Regions from separate parts of the Macaca mulatta genome. Here region 1 is linked to region 2. The links are chromatin contacts, called in public Hi-C maps. All regions are on one chromosome and are shown on one strand. The core of a region is the stretch at or near the end of the contact, and the rest is flanking DNA. Distances in the headings are between cores, read along the strand shown. Region 1 holds the start of MGAT2 (alpha-1,6-mannosyl-glycoprotein 2-beta-N-acetylglucosaminyltransferase). Region 2 holds the start of RPS29 (ribosomal protein S29).

The links. Hi-C and Micro-C count contacts between places; a contact is called where the count stands out from the background.
Region 1: a contact with region 2 is called in a Hi-C map of liver, with 4 times the contacts expected there. The contact joins the promoter of MGAT2 here to the promoter of RPS29 in region 2. A contact is called at or near these places in 2 of 14 Hi-C or Micro-C datasets (CD4 T cells and liver).

What each region holds. Positions count from the first base shown.
Region 1 is chr7:122,835,870-122,841,875 of T2T-MMU8v2.0, reverse strand. It overlaps MGAT2 (alpha-1,6-mannosyl-glycoprotein 2-beta-N-acetylglucosaminyltransferase), which reads right to left and starts at 2,177. Exons shown (of 1, transcript XM_015143648.3): 1 at 1-2,177. The coding sequence starts at 1,710. The coding sequence ends at 367. RPL36AL (ribosomal protein L36a like) reads left to right here and starts at 2,358. Exons shown (of 2, transcript XM_001088742.5): 1 at 2,358-2,401; 2 at 3,820-4,269. The coding sequence starts at 3,854. The coding sequence ends at 4,174.
Region 2 is chr7:122,801,380-122,807,660 of T2T-MMU8v2.0, reverse strand. RPS29 (ribosomal protein S29) reads left to right here and starts at 1,822. Exons shown (of 3, transcript NM_001267537.1): 1 at 1,822-1,917; 2 at 2,153-2,252; 3 at 4,501-4,580. The coding sequence starts at 1,856. The coding sequence ends at 4,509.

The DNA.
Region 1 (6,006 bases), core at 928-3,427, 34 kb before region 2:
GTTTTAAATAAATTTTGCTGTACTTAAAATAGGTTTTAAAAGTGGAAAAGTGTACAAAGTTTCAGATAAAAAGATTAATAGATGCAATTTAAATCAAATTTCCCCTCTTCTATCAATCAACAATAATCAGTTTTAGCAGATACAGATTGAGCTTTAAAATCCTACTCCCAAAATGAAACCTTCAGTTTTAAATCTTAATCAGACATAATTGGAAAAGATTACTATGTATTTGGACACCTTTTACAAGATTTTGTTTTTGTATTAAAGCAGAAACCAGTTCCTAAACTCTTTTATTCAATTGTATGTCCTGTTTGGACAAATATCAAAAATAGAAGACTGTCACTTTTGCTTCTGTAATTGTGATTTTCACTGCAGTCTTCTATAACTTTTACAGAGTTCATGGTCCCTAATATCTCCCCACCCTCCATTTTTTCTAGGTGGAGAAATGGCTACCATAGTAAACTTCTCACTGATAGTTAGAGTTTCTGGAAACATGTATTGTTTGTTATTATTTAAGAGTGACTCAATTTGGGCACTCTGGGTGGATGGTCTACAGGTTTTCTTGTGATGCATACCACAGTCTCCAGCATGAAAAATCCTAGGAACTTGAGGAACCAGCACTTTCCAGAATTTTGGAAGACAAGATACAGTCAAGTATTGAAGAGTCCAGTCCCAGTTATAATCATCGTAAGTACAGAAAGTGTCTGTGCACTCGATCAGCTTCTGATAGGCATTCCGGGTCAAGGCTAGACCCATATTGTGCTCTGTGGATTTCCAAGTTTTCACATCTACCTTGTCAGCCATGCCATAGAAACTGCGACTGGCAGTATAGGTCCCCAGGGAGAGAACATCACATTCAGGGCACTCTTGCTGCTTCAGTTTCCACATCTTTTTGAAGACATGGTAAAAGTCTGGGGCTAAGTAGTGATCTTCTTCTAGGAAAAGTATAAGGCCAGCATAATCTCGAAGAATTTTGACTCTTTCCCACACAAAATGCAGCTTCCACCACCAGTGATGTTTGGTCTGGGAGAATTTGGCCTCTCTATAATGGCCGAAGGAGTCGGGATACTCAGCATTGATGCACCCCAATTTCAAAGCGGCATTCTTCGACAGGTCTCTGGGACAATCTCTAGGGTCACTGCCTGGAAACTCATTAGGGTACAACTGAATGCTGAAAGGAAAGAACACCTGCAGAACCGGACAGAAATCCACCCCGGCGATCAGCTGATTGATCTCGGTCGACCAGAAGTCGTGGCTAAAGATGACGAGGACGTTGTCAATTCCCTGGGCTTTTCGAAGTGAGTCCAGCAGCAGTCTGAGGTATTCGGGCCGGTTATGCACCTGGACCACCAGCACCAGCTCCCGGGGGGCCCAGTTGCCAGTCTTATCTACATTCCTCAGCGTCTGATCAAAGTTCAGCTGGTACACCAGGGACCGGTACCGCAGCGTCAGGTTGTCCGCCTCGGGCTGAGGGGCCGCCGGGACCAGGGGAGCCGCCGACTCGTTGGAGACCCTGCGGATGCCCACAGCCACAGAGGGGTGGTCCCCGCCACGGCTGCCGGCACCCCGCACGGGTTCGGCGTCCACCAACGGCGGGGCGAGGGCCTCGTTCTTCCTTTGTCGCCCATTGCTGCTCCAGAGGACGAAGCCGCAGGCGGCCACCACGAGCGTCAGGATTAGCACCTTCCGTTTGTAGATGCGGAACCTCATGGTCTCCAGGGCCGGGAGCGCGGGCGGGCGGGCGCGGAAAGGAGTAGCTGCTTCTGCACGGATGGGGCGGGCGGGCGGCGGCCGTCGCCTTGGCCTGTCACGGTCGGAACTGGCCCCCGCGGCTGCCCTCGCTAACTCATCCCGGACCCCGGGGGTCCTGAGGCCCGAGACCTCTCAGCTACCCCGCGCCGCCTGCGCTCCACACATCCTCGCCTGGCAGCTACAGCTCGGGCATCGGCGCCGCCGCTAGGAGCCGCGGCTCGGCTTCGTCTCGGTCCTCTCCATTCAGCACCACGGGTCCCGGAAGAAACCCAGCAGCTGCCCCACCGCACCCTAGCTTCGTTACCTGCGCCTCCAGCGGCCCTGCGTCCTCTGTGTTCTCATCCTTACGTGGGCCCTAGACGGCGAGGACTGAGCGACGCAGCCTCGCCCCACTCCGGTGGCGACAGTTCTGACAACCCGCAACTGGCCCGCGGAACACCGCGGCCCTCCGGCCCACACCCCTCCGGCCCGCCCCTTAGACCGTTGGTTGGTGCTTTCCAGACGCGACCGAAGGCGCCTGGCCGCCGTGACCGGCTGCCTATTGGTTCGCAGTACTGTCGCTCAGGTGCAGTTCCTACTTCCGCTTCTCTCTTCCCTTTCCTGTTAGGCGAGAGCTGCGCTACGCGAGGGTGTCGGACGCCGTTTCTCGGTAAGCTAAGAACGGAACTGTAGCGGTTCCAATTGGAGCCTCCGTTGCTCAGAATCCGGGGTAGGACTAGGCCTTCTTAGGAAAGGGAAGGCGAGACCCACGGCCCTCGTCGGCCTTAGTTCGAGAGCAGGCTTCTCCCTTCAGGCATGGCGGCTATAGGATCGCGAGGCGCGCTGGCTTGATAAAGACACGTCAGCCCTCTAGGCTGCTGACGGGTGACCGTGCTTCGGAGAGGAAAAGTGATACCACGCTGATGTGGTTCTCGGAGAAGGAACTGGGCGGGTCGTAACCGTAGCTACGACGTCGCGCACTGCCCCAGCCATTCTCTAGAGTTGGAAAATGGAGGAGGTGGTTGGGGGAAAGAGAGTCAAAGAAACTCTTCTTTTTCTGCGGAAGAAAACTAGATGAGCCGCACATTTCTTTTGGGGCAGCCACAATAAATTAAACCCATTTCGTACAGAAAACTGACTGTATTGGGCCTCCTAAAGCTGCTGCTCTTGATTTTCGTGAATCTTGTTCTATATGAGAAAAGAAAAATGGCTCGTAGCATTGTGAGTTCTTTGAGGTGTGCAAAATTTGCTGGGCCCAGAGAGACAGGAGTATGAGACTTCGGACACCTCCCCACTTCATGCCTGGCATTTTATTCCTGACTAGCTGCTTCACCCATTATGTCCGTGCTCCTGGAATTTGTCATAAAAAGAACGATGTATAGCCAGCCAATCGCTTGTGTTATTTTAATGTAAATTCTTGGTAAACAACTTAGGAACTGCCATTTTTTTCTCTAAAAATCCGCTTGCAACTGCTGCTATTCACGGCAATTTGAATCTGTGCTCCGGGTTGCAGTCCTCAAACTTGGCCCAAATAAACACTCTACTTATGAATTTTGCTCCAGTTGTGTTTTGTTTTTTTGTTTTTGTTTTTGAGGCGGAATTCCGCTCTTGTTGCCCAGCCTGGAGTGCAATGGTGCGATCTTGGCTCACCGCAACCTCCGCGCCCCGCGTTCAAGCATTCTCTTGCCTCAGCCTCCCGAGTAGCTGGGATTACAGGCATGTACCACCACGCCCGTCTAATTTTGTATTTTTAGTAGAGACGGGGGTTTCTCCATGTTGGTCAGGCTGGTCTCGAACTCCTGACCTCAGGAGATCCACTCACCTCGGCCTCCCAAAGTGCTGGGATTACAGGCATGAGCCACCGCGCCCGGCCTTGCCTCAGTTCTTGAGGTTGACAAAAAATTAGTCCTCCAGTAATTTAAACGAAGTGTTTAAAAAAGGTATGCACTTGTATGTGCATTTATTCATATGGAAAATGAGTACGTGGTGGGTTTATATATTATTTATACGGTTTTCGTATATCTACTTGAATAGCACTTTCACTTTTCGGAATGTTTAATGTCCGCTATCTTAAATATTTTACTACAGTTTTCATCATATAGACAACAGCCCTGCTGCAAAGATGGTCAACGTGCCTAAAACCCGAAGAACCTTCTGTAAGAAGTGTGGCAAGCATCAGCCTCACAAAGTGACACAGTATAAGAAGGGCAAGGATTCTTTGTATGCCCAGGGAAAGAGGCGCTATGATCGGAAGCAGAGTGGCTATGGTGGGCAGACAAAGCCAATTTTCCGGAAGAAGGCTAAGACCACAAAGAAGATTGTGCTAAGGCTGGAATGTGTTGAGCCTAACTGCAGATCCAAGAGGATGCTGGCCATTAAGAGATGCAAGCATTTTGAACTGGGAGGAGATAAGAAGAGAAAGGGCCAAGTGATCCAGTTCTAAACTTTGGGATATTTTTCTTCTGATTTTGAAGAGAAAATGTTGAAGCCATAGGAAGATTACCTGAGGGAAAATAAATAGTGATATTCTTACGCAAACCTTTTGTCGTTTTTACTTATAAATAGAATTCCATGTTTAGTGTAGTCCCACCTCAAACTTTTCTAACAAGTTTATATATATATTTATCTATATAAACATATATATATATATGAAGGGAAAATACTATATTGTTTTCTAGTCAATTTCAAATGTTGAGTGAATTCATAAACATTGAGCAGCTTAGAAGGGTCTATAAGATTTTGCAAGATAAGAAACAAGATATGCTAGGCTTGTGTATAGCAGGCTGGGTTAGGCAGAGGATTGAAGTTGGGGGATAGTAAGAGCTGACGGCAAATGTTCTGTCTAGTAGGGGTAACTAGCCAGGTAATGTGCTTCTTGTTAAACTAGTCACATTTAGTACTCAACAGCCACGTGTGGCTAGTTTATTGAACAACAAAGATGTAAAACATTACCACTGCAGAAAGTTCTTTTGGACAGTATAGACTATGGCCTTGAGTATAAAAGAATAGTTCAAAATTGACTTGACTTCAAACTAAAGTTAATCGAGTGAAAGTCCAAGATAGCATAAATTTTGTTTTTTGAACCTCTTAGAACACTCTAGGAGGTACGGAAATTTTTTTTTTAAGACAATCTGTCACTGTCACGCTGGAGTGCAGTGGCACATTCATGGCTCACTGTGGCCTTTCAGGCTCTATAGGTCCTACCTTAGCCTTGGAGTAGTTGGGCACCACCATGCCTGGCAAATTTGCCTGGCATTTTTTTTAAGATGGGGTCTCACTATGTTGGTCTAGGCTGGTCTCAACTCTCGGGCTCCCAAAGTGTTGGGATTACAGTGTCTGCTACTGTGCTTGGCCAGAACTTACTGACAGTTGGGAAGGTTTAGGAGTTATAAACTGAAAACAAAAAGGTTGAAATTCACAATGAAAAAAATTGAGCCTTGTAGTTATGAAAGGCAAGAAAAGTTCAGCATCAAATGAAAAGCTGGGAAAAGGTATGGGTTATAAGAGGGCAATTTCTGCCTTTTGTATATGAATTTAAGTTGACTAAGATACATGGGAATGACTGAATAAGAGAATGCAAAGGGCTAGGGTGTCTAGGAGTAACATGGTTTGCACATAATCCCAATAACTGACGATTATAGCTGCATTTGTTGATTGTAAAAATCATGTATACAAGTTTATTTTTAAATACATCACCATCACTTTTTACTTTTTTGGAGACAGGGTCTTGCTCTGTTGCCCAGACTTGAGTGCAGTGGCTTACTCTACTCACTGTAGCTTTGACCTCCCAGGCTCAAGCTATCCTCTCACCTCAGCCTTCCTAGTAGCTGGGACTGCAGGCACGCAGCACCATGCTCGGCTAATTTTTGTATTTTTTATAGAGAGGGAGTTTTGCCATGTGGCTCAGGCTGATCTCAAATTCCTGGGCTCAAAGGATCCACCCATTTCAGCCCAAAGTGTTGGGATTACAGGCGTGAACCACCTCACCTGGCCTCCCATCACTTTTTAAAGAACGTTTTAATGCAGCTGTTTTGTAATATTTATGGACAATCCCTCACCAACCTACAAGTTTAGAAAATCCTAAAATATTTTACTTAGAGAATTCTTGGTTTTAAAGACCAAAAGTGAATTAACTAGAAGACAGTAGCCTGGGCTTAAAATCTGATCTGGGTTCATAGTACTTCCTTCGTAGGATGATTTGTAAAGAATAAATGCTTATAAAACACCTGGAATGGCTGGGTGCAGTGGGTCATGCCTGTAACCCCAGCACTTTGT
Region 2 (6,281 bases), core at 573-3,072:
TAAAAATATTTATGGAATTGATCTCAGAACCACTATAATCTTTTAAATATTATGGAGACCAACTAGGAGAGGCCTGAGAAAGTGTGGACAAATGTTAGATTAGCTTTTGTGAGGCAAACGGCTTTTAGAAACCACACATTAGTGACTGATATAAATTATAGGAAAGTTGTAGAAACTTGACATTGGATATTGCCCAGTGAGGCTTTAAAATAAAATACCTTTTCATTCTTATCACTAGGCCTTTTGTGCATCTTCTATTCTAGTTACACAAAGTTGTTTGCCTTACCTTGGCTCAAGTGCTTTCTTTCAACAGGCATTCCCTTCTGTCAAGTGCTGCCTGTAGAAATCCCATTCTTCAAGGTCTACCTCAAAGGTCTCTCAAATGTACCTCAAGCTGGAACTAATTTCTCTTCTTCGCTCCTCTCATACTTCATGAGCACACCCATCATTGAATACAGAGTATTTTCCTTAGTTGTATACGTGTTGCTGGTGCACAAACGTTGTATGTTGAGGTCTTGGAGATAATCCTGTTTTCCACAGTAGATTAGATTAGAACATTTTGAGGGCAAGGAACAAGTTATATGTAGTTTACAAATCTCTGACTCCCCTCCTTCCTTAATCATATAATACAATGCCTAACTTAATGATTGGGTAGGGGGACCCCACTAGAACCCTGACATAACATACCTTAAAGAAGTGTTGTATTTCAATTTATAAGAGTTTATATGTAAAAGTTTCTTGAATTGTTGCACCCTGTGCTACATTTTATAAATCTACTTAAAGCTTTGATTTCAGAGCAGTTTTATCTGGAGGCATTATAAATGACCATATGGAATTTTAGGCATCTTTCAGCAGAAATTCGTTTATTGACATTTTTTTTTTGCATTTTTGCATTTGCTTTTCATTAGTTGTTTTGTCACCAAATTATCTAGTCAAAGCAGCATACATTGCACATTACTTGCTTACTACTTTACATTCAGCCAATTACATTTAAGAATCAAATACACTAAATGCCAAAGAATCTCATTTTTTTTCTGGAATGGTGTAGGTGTATTTCTTGGAGGAGTGTGTCAAAAAAATAAATTTGAAAAGGTACTCTGTTTAACAAAATAAAAGCAAACCCTACCGTTGACTCGTGATTATTACAGCTGATTTTAAGTTGTTTTGTAAATTTATTCCAGTAGGTGTCACTGGTGAGTCGAGGGAAAAATCCTTTCCCAAGTGTAACCTTTTAATGAAAAGAAAGTAAAAGATTTAATCAATAAAAGAGGCTATGAATATGCATTTCTTTAGAGTTCAAAATTAACGTATTTATTGTTCAAAAGAGACAGGGTCTCGCTATGTTGCCCAGGCTGGAGTGCAGTGGCTATTCACAGGCGCGATCCCACTACTGATCAGCACGGGAGTTTTGACCTGCTCCGTTTCCGACCTGGGCCGGTTCACCCCTCCTTAGGCAACCTGGTGGTCCCCCGCTCCCGGGAGGTCACCATATTGATGCCGAACTTAGTGCGGACACCCGATCGGCATAGCGCACTACAGCCCAGAACTCCTGGACTCAAGCGATCCTCCAGCCTCAGCCTCCCTAGTAGCTGGGACTACAGGCACGCGCCACCGCGCCCGGCGGTCGGATAGAGGCGCAGAATAGCACTAGAAGCTGTGGTATGGTGACGTCATCAACTGGGACGGCCCACAAGGCCTCTAAGATTTCATTTTATTCACCCCGCGAAACAACCTGAGCACACTGCGCACGCGTTTCCTTTGAGCACTGCATTCTGGGTAAACTGTCTCAAAAGTTTGAAGAGCGCATGCGTGGGCGAGCTCCTTCCTTTTACCTCGTTGCACTTCGGAGAGCAACATGGGTCACCAGCAGCTGTACTGGAGCCACCCGCGAAAATTCGGCCAGGGTTCTCGCTCTTGGTGAGAAATAGTTTGTGATTTTGGGGAAGCGTTGCTATGGAGCGCTAGGCTGCTTAAAATCTCAAGTAGAGGAGATCACGGGCGGCACGAGGGAGCAGGCCGACTGGGAGCCGCTGGTGCCGCCATTACAGGCCTGTGCTGGGGCCTGGAAGTCCCGGGATGCGGGTAGTAGCCGTCTGAGTGCGGAGTCTTGTAATTTCTGTGATCTGCAAAGCCGCTGTCTTTTTTCTTACAGTCGCGTGTGTTCAAACCGGCACGGTCTGATCCGGAAATATGGCCTCAATATGTGCCGCCAGTGTTTCCGTCAGTACGCGAAGGATATCGGTTTCATTAAGGTAGGCGTCTGCAGGCGTTCTCCATGTTTGTGTGGGCGGAGGTCGTGGTGGTTCTTTATTTTTTCTGCGAAAGACAACCGACAGATCTTCCCTGGGGTGGTAAATCTGAGCTTTCGACCAAGAGCTTTTCCTCTTTTTTAGTTGGTAGCTGGTGACAGTGTTGATGGTTTGGACAATCAGATTAATAGAATGGAGAAGGTGAAGGACTTAGTCATTCCTACCCACTTTTACATAGATAGCTTAGTCAGTTTTAGGTGCCATGTATTGTGTTGGGTGAAATTATTCACTTTACAGAGGCTACTAAAGTTGTTTTACATTTCTTTCACTTATCGATCTTATAAGTACCTATTCTTGAGACAGGGTCTCTCTCGGTCGCCCAGGTTGGAGTGCAGTGGTGTTGTTTTGGCTCACTGCAACCTCGAACTCCTGGTCTCAGGCGATCCTACTGCCTTGGCGTTCCGAGTAGCTGGGACTAAAGGCTTTCGCCACCATGCGCGGCTTTACCTAGATATTTTCTAACCAAATAAATGTATTAACCACTGACCCCAAGTTTTTTTTTTTTTTTTTTTTGAGACGAAGTCGCACTCACCCAACCTGGAGTGTAATGGCATGATCTCGGCTCACTGCAACCTTCGCCTCCTCGGTTCAAGCGATTCTCCTGCCTCAGCCTCCTGGGTAGCTGGGATTACAGGCGCTCACCACCATGCCCGGCTCATTTTAATTTTTATTTTTAGAAGAGGGTTTCACCATATTGGTCAGGCTGGTCTCGAACTCTTGACCTCGTGATCCGCCCGCCTCTCAGTGTTGGGATTACAGGTGTGAGCCACCGCGCCCGGCCACCCTAAGTGTTTGATAGGGTCATATACTGGAATGAACTAAAAGTTTGGGGTCAGAAAGCTATTAAGATTCAGCAAACAAGGGTCCGCTATTTAGTGCTTCTATCTCTTGATCACCTTAAGCAAATGTTTATATGAAACTTTTGGCTTCTAAAAATCTTTTAAATAGTAATTTGGGGTTTTTTAAAGGTGAAAACGAATTTATTATTGACTCCTTGAGATAAATTCACCAGCTTTTTGATTCTTAATTTTGTATTGGACAATACTGTTCTATAATGATGTAAATTTTTTTTTTTTTTTTTTTTTTGGAAACTGGGTCTCCGTCTTTTGCCCAGGCTGGAGTGCAGTGGTGTGATCTCAGCTCACTGCAACCTCCCCCTCCCGAGTTCAAGCAATTCTCCTGCCTCAGCCTCCCGAGGGGCTGGGATTACAGGCGTCTGCCACCACGCCCGGCCTGTTTTTATTTTTTGTGGAGATGGGGTTTCGCCGTGTTGACCAAGCTGGTCTTGAGCTCCTGACCTCAGGAGATCAGCCGCCTTGACCCCTCAGAGTGCTGGTATTACAGGCGTGAGCCACTTGGCGCCCTGTTGTAAATTGTTAATATGGATTCTGCAATGCAGCAGGGACAGAGAAAGTACCTTTAAATTCAGGCTTGACCGCCTTGGACAAATACTTCAGTATATGCTTCTTGTTAAAATGAGAAGGTTCGCCTAATTCGAGAGGTATATTACACATAAGAAAATGGACCTTGGCCCACACCCTAGCTCTGTGTCCTAGATAAACTGTGGGCCAGGCGAGGTGCCCCACGCCTGAAATGCCAGCACTTTGGGAGGCCGACAAGGTGGGCGGATCTCTTGAGCCCAGGATTTCCGCGAGAAGCCTTGCCAACAAGGCGAAAACCTGTTTCCACAAAGATTAGCCTTGTATGGTGGCCCGCACCTGTGGTCTCAGCTACTCACGAGGCGGAGATGGGAGAATCGCTTGAACCCAGGAGGCTTAGGTTGCAATCAGTGGAGATAACTCCATTGCACGCCAGTCCGGGAGACAGCGAGACTGTCTCAAAAAAATAAAAAGATGAACAGTGTAATTATAGTTGCCTACTGAAAAACTATCCTGTGCATTTGGTAAAGATCATTTATTTACTAGTGTTTTGTTTTGGGAAACATTACTTTGATGGAAGAAGCGGGATAGCATTACCAAAAATCATTCTAAAACATAGTTGATTTCTGGAGTAGGCATTCAGTAAATATTTAAACTATGTAGAACCTGGTGTGGTTAGTTTGGGTAGGTCAGAGATCCAGTTAAACATTCTATAATGAGCCATTTTTTTTTTTTTTTTTTTTTTTTTGGTGAGAATCAAGTAGAGATTAAAGCATTTTGAAATAAATCATTATCTGCTTTTTTTTTTTCAGTTGGACTAAATGATCTTCCTTCAAAGCATTATCCAAGGTCATCTACTCAGTGAAAAACTATGATAGTTCTTTGTACATAAAATAAACATTTGAAAAAACCCTTCCGTTTATGAGTGATCTTCCTTCAAAGGATTATCCAAGGCATCTACTCAATGAAAAACCATGATAGTTCTTTGTACATAAAATAAACATTTGAAAAAGCCCTTCAGTTTATGAGTGTTTTAATATGACTGGAATAGTTAATTGGTTATAGAAATTTTGTTTTGTTTTTTTTTTTTTGAGATGGAATCTTGCTCTGTGGCCAGGGAGGAGTGCAGTGGTGCGATCTCTGCTTACTATAACCTGGTTTCAAGCCATTCTCCTGCCTCAGCCCCCACGCTCAGCTAATTTTTGTATTTTTAGTAGAGATGGGGGTTTCATCATGTTGACCAGGATGGTGTCGGTCTCTTAGTGATCCGCCTGCCTTGGCCCCCCACGAAGTGATGGGATTTCAAGCGTGAGCCACCACGCCCAGCAAGAAATCTTTTAAAAATTTAAATTTTATTACGTTCTCAATATACTTGTCTCGACTTATTTTCCCTGAGTTAACATAAAATTGTAGCAGCCAGTAAACTGATAAATGCCAGTTTTATTTTTATACTTTGCAAAATGTGTCAGGTTCATGCCAGTAATCCCAGTACTTTCGGAGGCCAGAGTGGGAGGACTGCTTGAGCCCAGGAGAACACCCTGGGCAACATAGTGAGACCTTGTCTCTAAAGACATTTTTTTTTTTTGAGACAGAGTCTCGTTCTGTCACCCAGGCTGGAGTGCAGTGGCACCATCTCAGCTCCCTGCAAGCTCAGCCTCCCGGGTTCATGCTGCTCTCCTGCCTCAGCCTCCTGGGGACTACAGGTGCCCACCACCAAGCCCGGCTAATCTTAGGTATTTTTAGTAGAGATGGGATTTCACTGTGTTAGGATGAGAAAAAAATGTTTTAAGGAATTTATATATGTTCACACACTTTTGGAGATACAGGGTCTTATCTGTCAATGTGTGCATGTTCATATTTGTGGAGAAAAGCAGTTGGGAGTATTTGGAGGGGTTGTCCAAGTTGTAAAAAATCATGGTCCTGAAAGACGTCTACTGAGGGACTCAGTAAAAGGTGAAGTGTAGGTGTAGTGTGTGGTTGCTTTAACATTGGTAATGCAGGTGACTGACATGAAATGGAATAAATGAAGGTAGGTGAAAATTCTTGGGACTTGACATGCTGTCATCTGGAAGTCTATTAGAAATGCCCTGTTTGGGTATACCCTGTGCCTCCTGAATTGGTGTACATTTGAACAAGAGCCCCTATGTGATCCAGGTTTGGAAAGTAGTGTTCTATCACTTGTGGACAATAATTGTACAAATACTTGAGTTCCTATATGCCAGACAGAATTCTGTAGTGAATGAAAAGTTCTCTTTTGAATTTATGTGTTGATAGAACAGCAATACATGATAATGTGCGGTATTTGAAGAAAAGCAGGGTAAAAGAGGTATATGTGCCAGATGTTGAGGTCAGAGAAGAAAGCCATACTTATATTTGGCTTTTGAACTTAATAGACGTGACAGCATAGATTGTGTGGGGAAGAGAATTCCTGAATGGAATCAGAAATGGCAAAGTTGTGGATGAAGAGTGAGAAAGTCGGTCAGGGTCTGTAGTAGCCTTGTAGGTTATAGTTAGATATTGTGAGATTAGCATCCATTTGGAAACTTATTTTCGTAGAGGTGGGGTATTACTGTGCTGTCCAGGTTAGTCTGAA